3 separate regions of the Mus musculus genome follow, and regions 2 and 3 are each linked to region 1. A link is a contact called in public Hi-C and promoter capture Hi-C data. All regions are on one chromosome and are shown on one strand. The core of a region is the stretch at or near the end of the contact, and the rest is flanking DNA. Distances in the headings are between cores, read along the strand shown. Region 1 holds the start of Ccdc59 (coiled-coil domain containing 59). Region 2 holds the start of Atxn7l3b (ataxin 7-like 3B). Region 3 holds the start of Krr1 (KRR1, small subunit (SSU) processome component, homolog (yeast)).

Evidence for each region. Promoter capture Hi-C pulls out the DNA fragments that hold promoters and counts their contacts. A called contact is a pair of places that touch in the nucleus more often than the background predicts.
Region 2: a contact with region 1 is called in a Hi-C map of muscle stem cells, with 5 times the contacts expected there. The contact joins the promoter of Atxn7l3b here to the promoter of Ccdc59 in region 1. A contact is called at or near these places in 2 of 39 promoter capture datasets (liver and pre-B cells) and 2 of 484 Hi-C or Micro-C datasets (CD4 T cells and muscle stem cells).
Region 3: a contact with region 1 is called in a promoter capture Hi-C map of pre-B cells. The contact joins the promoter of Krr1 here to the promoter of Ccdc59 in region 1. A contact is called at or near these places in 2 of 39 promoter capture datasets (liver and pre-B cells) and 3 of 484 Hi-C or Micro-C datasets (CD4 T cells, CD8 T cells and cardiomyocytes).

Annotation. Positions count from the first base shown.
Region 1 is chr10:105,839,720-105,843,493 of GRCm38.p6, reverse strand. Ccdc59 (coiled-coil domain containing 59) reads right to left here and starts at 2,015. Exons shown (of 4, transcript NM_025602.3): 1 at 1,839-2,015; 2 at 646-952. The coding sequence starts at 1,992. Mettl25 (methyltransferase like 25) reads left to right here and starts at 2,114. Exons shown (of 12, transcript NM_207522.2): 1 at 2,114-2,418. The coding sequence starts at 2,175.
Region 2 is chr10:112,927,161-112,930,934 of GRCm38.p6, reverse strand. It overlaps Atxn7l3b (ataxin 7-like 3B), which reads left to right and starts at 1,909. Exons shown (of 1, transcript NM_001033474.2): 1 at 1,909-3,774. The coding sequence starts at 2,213. The coding sequence ends at 2,506.
Region 3 is chr10:111,971,023-111,974,796 of GRCm38.p6, reverse strand. It overlaps Krr1 (KRR1, small subunit (SSU) processome component, homolog (yeast)), which reads right to left and starts at 2,102. Exons shown (of 10, transcript NM_178610.4): 1 at 1,923-2,102. The coding sequence starts at 2,004.

The sequences.
Region 1 (3,774 bases), core at 766-3,265:
ATGTTTTAGAATACTTGATATAAATGAACATGATAAAATGTCATGAAATGTAATGCTTTAGGGACATCATTGACTGAGAAGATGATCCAGGATGAGGCTATAAAAGATGGTGTCCACCGTGGCTCTCAAATCATTTTATACTATCCTTTCTATCATAGTGGACACTGGTATACCACTATGGAAAGTCTGGCTTTATAAGCCAAAGTGGCAATGGCTACACATCTGCATTGTTTTTCTAGTATCTGGTTATGTTGCCCATGCTGGCCTGGGACTGGGAATTGTCTGGACTCAGGTTCCTAAATGTTGGGCTTCCAGATCTACAACATCAAACATAGTCCCCCACCCCCAAATTAAGATGCACACATTAATACTGCGCTTAATTACGGTCCAATTATATTACATGTTCTTGAGAGGCTGCAATTCAAAACTCAGATCTCTTAATTCTCATTTCCTATTTTCGACATCTCTGCTCAACTAGCCTCTTTCAGTCATTTAACACTAAGTGGGGAGACTCCATGAAATACCATTACATGACTTGAAAAAAGTGCTAAGAAAAATCCTGATTCTTACAAATTTTTCCCTGTGTCGTCAGTAAAACATTCTTTACATTTAAAGTGAGGAATTTCTGAAGACGGAGGTGCTTACCTTCCTGTGTTCAGCTCTTCTGGCTGTGGCTGGTGACCACCTGGCGGTTCTTCAGAGGAAGTCTGCTCAGTGCTGCCCTCCTCTTCAGGCAAAGGCCGGTCAACCTGTTCTTCTGACAAAGCCAGGCCAGCCTTTCTTTGCTGTTTTCTGAGTCTTTCCTCTTCGGCCAGATAGAGGTGTTTCAGGTGCTCTGGGTAACGATCTGTGAACTGGGACTCCTGTGACGCTGGTGCCTCCTTCACCTTCCACAGCAATTTCTTGTAATTTTGCTGGATCTTCAGTTTTCTCCGAAATGCAAAACCTTGTCCTAACATTGAAGGATTTCAGTTACAATTACTTTAACAGAAAATGAAAACTAAATATTTTTTTCTTTTACTTTATATTCAAATGAGAGAATTACTTGGCTTTGCTTTAAAGATAAGGTTAGGCAACCATTTAATGGTACACTGAAGAGCAAGGTGGCCCTTTACCTAAATATAAGGGTAACAGCGAGTTGTCAGACATCACATTAAAAACTCTAAGTACAGTAAACTAAACTTTACTGCTCACCTTGAATTTAGACTCATATCCACAAATTACATTTTATTTAATCCACATACAATCTCACTTGGGTCTTCAGTAAACACTTAATAAATAAAGTAGAGTAGTCTAGTATTTTTCCCTTGGAGGATCTTACTAATCACTTATTTTCCAAAACACAACACAAAACAAAAGGGGGAGGTACTGTACAACTTTCTGAACACCTGTCGATTATTCTTAGATCGAACAAAAACCACTTAAGCATCTGACATGCAACGAGAGGCCTTCAAAGACAAGACATCGAATCGAATCTAAGGAAGGCAGCAGTATGAGACTGGAGGGCTACTGTGGTGTCTTTTGGTTATCAAAGCTTTGGGGCAGAGTATTTTAATGTAATATTGTATCTATATTACATACTTGCTGTAGTAGAGATGCAAGTATGTCTGGGTGCTTCTTAGCCAAGCGCACCTCTAGACGCCCCGTGTCTTCGCTTAGACCTGAGATCTGCGTTAAATCACTGAAGCTGACCGCACCGTCCGGTTCTCAGTCAAAGGACTGAGAAGCTCTCGGACTTGGCGAGCTTAGGAACGGCTTCCCCGATCTCAAGCCGGATCCCATCCTACTCCCTCGACTTCGGCGGGCCCGAGCGCTCCTCCACGGCTGTCCCTCCTTACCCTTGCGCACGCTCCCCCGGAAGGCTTGCTGGGGGTTCGGCCGCCAAGTCCTGCGCTTCCCATTCTGGTTTCCGAATCTGACCTGAGAGATCCCTTCCCCACGCGCCGCAAACCCTCCGGTCCGCCACTTGGAAGACGGCCGCGAAGGCGCCATCTTTTTCCACGGTGGGAGTTCCTGGAACGCCAGTGGACGCCGACCTAACACGTCACGAGGCGGAAGCAATCAATCGCCCAACCCGGCGCGTGCTCGGAGCTCGACTGCCTCAGCCTGAGCCGCTTCCGGCGGGGAAGAGAGGGGTCGCGCGGCCATGTTGGCGCCACCTGCAGCCCCGGAGGATGAGCGTCATGGCGGCGGCCTGCCCTCTGCCCAGGACCCCGGACCTGCCCACGCTGCACGACAAGTTACAGGGCTTGCTGAGCTTCCTCAGGGGCGCCCTGGCCATTTCCAGCGCGCACACGGTGGACTTCTACACCAAGTCGGTCTGGCAGGAGCTGGTCGACCTGCCCCCTGAGAGCGTGCTGGCGGCGCTGAGGGAGTCGGCGGTGGAGGCCGAGCCGCGCGAGGCAGAGACGGGATCAGGTGACTGGCGGGGCGGGCGGGGCGGGCGGGGCGGGGGCTGTCAGCGCGCCCCCTGGTGGAACTCGGCGGAAGTGGCAGGGACTTGAAGGATGCTGTTACCTAGGAGATGAATTGGAGGGAGCTGAATAGCGAGGATGGATGGAGACGGGCGGGGTCCCCTCTGGGTTCTAATCTGGGTGTTGGTCAAGTTCCACAACTTAAAGTAGTCAACCCGGGGAAGAGGCGTTCCTTCATTTATTGATTCAACAATTTAGTTTTGAAAACATCTAAAGGCTGTGTGATGATCAATACAAAGTAGAAGTGGACTTGGGGGACCAATAAGAGCCAGTTCCTACTCGGCACAAGGTATCGTGGATTAGGATGGTGATAGTGAAAGCTTTGAGTGCTCGCTAGTTAATTTGAAAACACACCTTTAATTCCCAGCACTTGGGAGGCGGAAGCGGAGGCAGGCAGATTTCTGAGTTCGAGGCCTGCCTGGTCTACACAGAGAAACCCAGTCTCGGGGAAAAAAAGAAGAAGAAGAAGAAGAAAACTGTATTTTCAATATCAGTTATGCACCCTGGTGTTTTCTAGGCTCTGGAGTTTGATACCCGCAAGAAACTTAGATTCTACCAACTTAGATTCTATTCTGGAAATAGAGGAACAGGAACAGTAGCAGCTACTGGAATTGCTTGTGCTTTGCTTCCAGGTGTTCCAGATGTTGTCAGCATTAGTGAACTTACTTAATCACTGAAGCAGCCTGTAAATGCAAAGTGCCCCGGGGGCGGAGGTAGGGGCCATGGAGGGGGGGGGGTTATAATGGTAGAACTTAAGACACATTGGTTCTTGGGCAATAGTTCCTGGTTGTTGGAAAGTTAGACACCCTTTCAGTTTGCTCCCATAGTATTCTGCGTTGATAACCTGGTACATAAACTTGTAGAAAGCAGGAACCGTATTTGCCTTAACCAGGATTCCAACGTGTGGGAAACTATTTGGCATACATTAAGTACTCTATAAAATATTTGTTGAAAAAAAGTGACTCTTGTTGGCTTTCAAAAAGAAAAAAAAAACGAAGAAAATACAAGAAAACAAAACTTTTAAGTGCAGAGCAAACCTTTGTTTAACTTTGTCTCTTCCTGATGGGCTATTACCTTATATATACTAATAGCTTGATTCATTGGTGCCTATTGTATGTTCTGCAGTTTGCTTTTGCTAAAAGTTTTTTTTTCCTGTTTCCTCTGTGTGTGTGTGTGTGTGTGTGTGCAAAAGTCTGAGTACCAATTCAGAGACTAGACTCTGGACGTGATAACTTTTTGAGTTTTATGAATTCCCAGCTGTTTTTTGAGCTGACTTATTGGAAGCAGTCCTTCGGATTTT
Region 2 (3,774 bases), core at 660-3,159, 7.1 Mb before region 1:
GAACTGTACTAAATGTATTAGATAAATACAAGACAGTTTCCAACTCCCACAGTATAAGATTAAGAAAAACAATCTCCTATTTGTTTTGTCAAATTAAGGGAACAAAGATTTTTCAATGACCTGGCATGAACAAATTATACATCGATAATGACAAAGGACAGTTGTCTGTTAATAAGAACTTTTGTTTGGCAATAAATGTGTTAGCACCAGCAAATGTCAAAGCATGCTAGACATGAAGCTAGACAGTCAGACCCAAACCAAGACCTGCAGAAAAAAGTCTAAACTTCACAAATGTCTCTGAATTTGTACTAGACCTGGAAAGTAGAGTTTTACACTTAGTTTGAAGAGGAAAGAGTTTAAAGCAAAGATGCTTGAAGTCCTAACTATATTTTCTTTATCTAACTAGGCAGTCTGTACCACTGTATACATCATGCAAGCACCATGTGAAAATTCTTATACGTATTGCTATGTGTCTCACTACAAAACTATGTGATGACACCTATTCCTGAAATGTCAAGAAAACAGATCCCAATACAAGATTCGCATAGGCATCTACTGTAGGAGGCAGTCTGATTCAGTAACATGTACTCTTAAACATTACATGGTTTATTGTATGTCCAGATCCCACAATGTGTCAATACGTTAATTTTTTGAATCTAGAACATCTAGATTATACAAAAGTCCAATTTTTTTAAAGTTCTGTCTTTTTTTAAATTAAAAAAAAAGAACTCTGGGCAGAAAAAAATTAAGTAGCATAAGCTAAATGATTTGTATCTGCCAATTTGTGAGATCTAAATTAATTAAATAGACAACTAGAAAATACAGTTGTTTACAAATAGTTTGCACTCTAAATCAATCAGTGTAAGGTAATTCTGTACTGAGGAAAATATGATCATCTTATGCTTTTCTCTAATCTGGAAATCTTGCATAAGAAAGCTATAAAGGAGGATTTGAGTTTTTCCTTAGCCACAGTTCTTTCTGATAAATTGCAAAAGTAGAGCAGTTGCAGAGGAGGATCAAATAATGAACAAGAAAGAAAAAAGTAAAGAAAGAATACAGTGATTTCCTTATGTTTGAATTCACAACTAATCTTTTTAGGAATAGCTAGCTAGCATCTTCTGATCCATTGTGGTTAGTAGTGTGTTTTATCAGTGACAGAATAAGGACTTGCTTGAGTCAAATGAGAAAAGTTGTTAGGAGCTGGCTGCAGAGGATTTGGTGGGACGGTTCCAGTTCTCACAGTGAAAGCAGTGTAACTTTAGGAAAGTCTTCCCCCTCCTCTTTGCCTCCCCCAAACTAAGCGCACATCATTTTTATCTTGTAGCACATTTGGAGACGTATATAATCATTTCTTTACAGTCACGCTGACTTAATGGTCTTATAAGTGAGATAAATGCCTTAGGTTTATTTGATCAATATATTTGAATTATGCCTTTAGTGTCAGGATTCTAGTTGTTTTCATTCAAAGAAAGCCTCAAAGATAAACTATAGGGCAATTTGTTTCCTTGCATCATCTAGTGGATTTAAATGACAACTGCGGCAGTACTGTAAATTACTGCAAGCCAATCCTGTACGTCAAATTTTCAGTCGTATGTGGATAAACATGCCTGAAATCATTATTCGATTGATTACACAACTGGACAAGTAATTATTATTCCTCCTTTTACGTAAGAAATCATTGAAACACAGGTGAACGCATTAGTGAACGTTTAAAGCCCTAAACAAAATACCATAGCATCGTCGATAACATTTTATGAACCGGGAGAGAGAAAAAGACACAGGCAGGAATGCCAGTTGTCGCCACTGGCTCGCACAGACCAACAGTGCTCCCAGGCCAGCGAACTGCGCCAGAGCCCGAGCCCAAGCCCAGCCTCCGCGCGGAGCCAGTGCGCAGGCGCAGCACCGGGCGGAAGTGGGGGGGCGGGCCCAGACTGTCAGCGAGAGGAAGAGGCCCGAACGGCTGGGTGAGGCGCCGAGACGGTTTTCGCGGCGAGCCGGGCTCGGGTGCAGCTCAGAATCCCGAACTTGGGTGATCGTCGCAGCCGAGCGAGCGTTGGGGCTCCGGAGCGGCGGTTGCTGTCGCCGCGGACGCCGCCGTCGTCGCCGTTGCCGTCCCGGAGGACGAGGCCCGGAGAGGCCTTGCAGGCCTAGCGGAGCCCGAGTGTGCCGTGAGTAAAGCCAGCGCCCTCCGCACGGTCGCTTGCCGGTTAAGATGGAGGAGATTTCGTTGGCCAACCTGGATACTAACAAGCTGGAGGCCATCGCCCAGGAGATCTATGTAGACCTGATAGAGGATTCCTGCCTGGGCTTCTGCTTTGAGGTGCACCGGGCGGTCAAGTGTGGCTACTTCTACCTGGAGTTTGCAGACACTGGGAGCGTGAAGGATTTCGGCATCCAGCCAGTGGAGGACAAAGGCGCGTGCCGCCTCCCGCTCTGCTCCCTTCCTGGGGATCCCGGGGACGGGCCCCAGACGGAGCTGCAGCGTTCACCTCCGGAATTCCAGTAGTCACCACCTGAGAGAGGGCGACACAGTGACCAGGACAATAATAGAGACTGGTCCCCGTGGCTTTGGAGGAATAAGCTAAGTTGGAGAGAAAAAAAATTAAATCAACAAATAAAGGAAAAGCAAACAAAAGTCCCATTTACCCCCCTTCAAGATCTTAGCATTAAAATACAAAAAAAAAAAAAACCGAGAAGGCGTAAAACGAACAAAACACCCAAAGAGGAGAATTTAGGAATCCCGGTCCATTTGAAAGGGTCTCCCATGCCAGCTCTGAAATCCTGGGCAGAAGAAGGTCCAGAGGCGTCGTGCTGTATTTTGAGCTGTATAAAATACATGTGGATGTGCAAGGACCCTGAACTGTCCTCGGTACACAGGTGAGCAGCTGTGTACCCAGCCTATACAATTCTATTTGTTTCTCAGATTCTGCATCTGCCTGATGTCATGGGCCTCCTTCGAAGTTTTAGATGGTGTTGATGGTCAGGCCCTGATCAGTCAGCTTCGGTGGACTGCTCCTCTGATTTCTAAGCCTCCAATTGGGCCTCTTTGATACAAATAGAAGTCAGGTATGTGACTTAAATACTAAAAATATTAATATTCCCGTTTGAATTCGATGGGAAGCCCTTGTGCCCTTGTCTTCAAGAAGTTCCAAATCACCTGTTTTCCAAAGGTCCAGCATTTTGTGGGGACAAGGCCTTGCCTTTGGCTCATCAGAAGACCTGTCTTTCCATCCTACTGAGTGGCAAAGGTTTGGCAAAGGACAAGGTGGTTTTCAAACAGCTGAAGATTTTCTTTTGATGCTATGAGGATGAAGTGTACCTCCGCGACTGCACATCATGTCCAACTGGAAGACTCATGTCTTGAATTACATACTGCGGACATAAGTTTGGTGGGACGGTTTTTTCCTACTTTTGAGTTACTGGTGATGTAACCAGCCCATGGGTCTGACTTGATCATTATGACAGGTCGCTGCCCTCCAGTGGTACCACTGACCTACAGAAGGACATCATGGCAGAGCAGGAGGCTGTTTAAAAATTGAGCCAGGAGGGAACTTTTTTCCATCTGCCTTCAATAATGTGAATGAGTTTAATGCTAAGAGCCCTGAAACAGGCCTGGTTTACCTGGTATGGTTGCAGAATTCCTTCATCAACTGGGCAGTCAGACCTCTGCTGTGCTGATTGAGACTGTCTCCACCTTCTCTGCCCTCACAAACAGCAGTTCATCACTTGGTCCTCAGAACCTCCTTCCAGCAGGGGCTGTATATTTCTTGATGG
Region 3 (3,774 bases), core at 853-3,352, 6.1 Mb before region 1:
GAAGAGAACCATCCTTGATCTTGCAGCGTCAGCACACCTGTGGGAGTTTGTGGGCAAGGCCATCTGGGGCTCCATCTCAGGCAGAGTGAATCTGCATCTCTGGGGTGAGGCCCAGAGATCTGTGCTTAAACGTCATCCTGTCCTTAAACCACCGAGGTCTGAAAGGCAGGCCCTTGGCCCACGTTATTAGCCACAGGTAAGAAAATGTACTTTCTACTTCCACTCACTCTGCCACTTCTGGTTCAAACTCCTGACAATGGGTCCTCATAAACCACTCATTCTCCAATACCTTCTTTTTAAAAACTGCAAACTAAAATCCTATAAAAACTGGGAACATGGGCGGTTGTGGCACACGCCTCTAATCCCAGCACTTGGGAGGCAGAGGCAGGTGGATTTCTGAGTTCGAGGCCAGCCTGGTCTACAAAGTGAGTTCCAGGACAGCCAGGGCTACACAGAGAAACCCTGTCTCGAAAAACAAAAAAAAAAAAAAAACAAAAACAAAAACAAAACAAAACAAAACAAAACAAAAAGCAAGCAAGCAAACTCAGGCCCAGGGTTAAACCTTCCTAAGACAGAATGTGTGAACCCTAGTAGAGGAAAGGGAAGGGAACTAAGGCCACTTAGGACCAAGAATATCACTTGCTTATTAGGTTAGGGTGAAAGTCTAGCTATATAAGTACATCCAGGACCTCAAAATCAAAACACAACAACAACAAAAAAAATCACTGTAAATTTAGATCGATGAGCAATCTCAACTATTAGAGTTGTGCTGGCCCAGTTTCCCCTCCATGGTTGACTATACCCTCACGCTTTGAACGTAAACAAACCTTTCCTAAAACAGAAAAAAACCTGGCACAGCTCCTTCCGGTAGCATTAGCATAACTTGAAGATACCCTGCAATTGAGTTTCCAATCCTAAATTCCTACAGAGACCCTGAGGCATTACCAGAAGACATGCACAAAGGTGCTTACAAGAGCAAGCTGAAGGCAGAGCTCAAATGTCCGCCAACGACGGAATTTAAATATTACACAGCATCGTAAAGAATCAGAAGCTAAAGACACAGACAACATACATAGAGTACACAGCTCCATTCATTCTCCTATGATTCAAAAGGAGACAAAAATCGAAGCGTTTTGTTAAAAATCATAATAGCTGTAGATAGGTGACAGAAAGCTCGAACGAATTACTCCGGGTACCAGAAAGGAAGCTATATAGCATCTGTGATTGGCACATGGATAACTTGAGGAAGATGGTCTACTCATCCTGTCAATTCCTCAAGCGTTGGTTTGAAGCTTTTACCGGTGTCTATAGTCCCTGCCGTATTTTACGTACTTAGTTTTTAAAAGAAAAAAATTTTTCTTTTTAAATTGAAGGTAGGTAAAAACCAAACTCTCATCAAAACGGAAAGAAGCAATCAAACTAGAGCAGCCAAAAATCAAACTAGGGGTTAGAGCTAAAGACTGAGAGCTGTGTCATTTAGCAACTTAATAATCAGATAAAAGTTCTGACAAAACTTCCCATTGAGCTCCGTCCCCACCTTTCCCCGTCCGCCTCCCTCATCACCATCGGCGCTCGCAGGACACGAAGATTCTCCCACCTGATCCTGATCCGCATCCTCTCAACCTCCCCTCCCCAAAGCTCAAGGCAGAACTGCCGCGCCTTCCACAATCTCTGAGTCCTCACACTTTTACCGGGGACAGAAGGCGCATCGGGTACACTTGCCAGGGACGGTCGCTGGCAAAAACACTGCGTTAGCTGCACGTGGCCGGCGCAGCCATCAACACCCGCAACCCTCGGCTACCCCGGCTACCGCAGGCACTGCACAGCCTAAAAGAGGCTCAACCCAAGTGCGCGGCCAAAGAAAGAGACAAAGATGCTTCGAGATCCGCCAGCTCCGGGCTTCGGGTCTCGCACTGCCTCACCTTGGGTCTCACGCTTCTGTTTCTGCGGCTGAGAGTCACGTTTTTGAGCTTCTTTGGCAGGCGCCTCCGCAGAAGTTGCCATCGCAAAACTGCTTCCGGCGGCCCCGGAAGTGGAACTGTTCTTTAAGATCCCGCCGGCTACAATGTGTAAAAGGCAAAACGAGTTCCGGATAATCCCTATGAGACCTGCGTGGTCTCTGCTCTGACGAACAGGAAGCCGATGGGGCGGGGACGGGGGGGAGCGTGACACTTCCTTCCCAGGATGCATTGCAACCTCGGTGTTGCACGCTGGGAATGGTAGTTTTCTTGTATCAAGCTCTAAATTGTAGCTACTTGTATAGCCCTGTGGGAACTTCTTTTTTGAGAGGGGAAGGGAAGGAAAGGGAGAGAAAGGGAGCGAAGGAGAGGAGAGAGAAGAGAGGTGGGTGAGGGTGAGGGAGAGAAGGGAGGGGAAATTATTAAAATTCTTATTTGAGGGGGATTAGAAATCTAATGAAAATGGCGAATTGTATCAAAAATCTACCCAAACTTTGCTACCACTCTTTAGCCCATTTGAAAACCTACCATGAGTTTTGCATTTTAAATCTCTCAACTTCCAGATTGGTTTTAAAAGACTTTTCTGTTCTATTTTTATTTATTTGTTTGCTTGCTTGTTTTGTTTATTTTGGGTTTATGAATCGAGGCCACTGTGTATCCTTCACTAGCCTGGAACATGCTATGTAGACCTGGCTGGCCTCAACGTCATAGTGATCTTCCTGCTTATGACTCCAGAATCTGGGATTAAAGGTGTGTACCACCACACCGGTCTTCAGCATTCAAATGTTTGGGGTTTTTTGGTGGGGGCTGGAGGGAGCTATTACCAAAACTTTATTGTTTATTATTCTTACATCATAGCTTTAAAAGGCTTAGAATATAGTCAGTAAAAACAGCAAAAAAATATTAGCACAAAAATATATTCACTAAATTAGATGCTAAGATGTGAAGAGATGTAACCAGGGTCTGAAAACACACTAGGACCTCTCCTTCTGGACCATGCTCTCCCCAACCTCCAGGAAATATTTAATAAGCACATGGGTCAATAAGCCAGATAAAGGAAAGAGGAGTACCCGCATATGCCTAGTAAAACTGAGAACAATACTTCAGGTGCTTAGATCGGTGGTTTTCAACCTGTGGATTGTGACTCCTTAGAGGGTCAAACTACCTTTCACAGGGGTCGTCTAAGACCATCAGAACGCACATGTATATAGACATTATAATTCATAACAGTAGCAAAGTTGGACGTAATAACGAAATGATTTTGTGGTTCAGGGATCACAGAAACATGCAGAACTATACTGAAGAGTTGCAGCATTAGGAAGGTTGGTAACCACTGGATTCGACTATGTTTTGAACAAATTTTAAGGGAAATTCTCTGTATGCAAACTGATGCCTCATAATGGTGCACCCATTCCAGTCTCTTTGAGAATCAAATGTAGTTAGTATTATGTTTGAATGGTTATGAGCTTCGAGCTTCTTTCAAAGAGTGCTTTTCACACATGGGTGTGTGGGTCTGGGTTCCTTTCACTGGAAAGAGGCTGTTGGCCTCACTTCAACTTCTTCCAAGCCCTTGTTATTTTTTTTAAGTTGACAGCATAATAGTATTTCAATAAATACTAAAAAGTCTTCTAAAATCAAGATGAGAAGATGGGAAATTCAACACAACTATCAGGTTGGGGGGCACCCACATGTTCTGAATAAATTTCATCTAGATTTTAATGAGTCTGTTACTCATTGATCATAAAGTATTTAAATCAATAATTTAAAAGGGAAGAGGCTATGGGACTTTATTGTAATTTGTTGTGCTGTGTTCGGT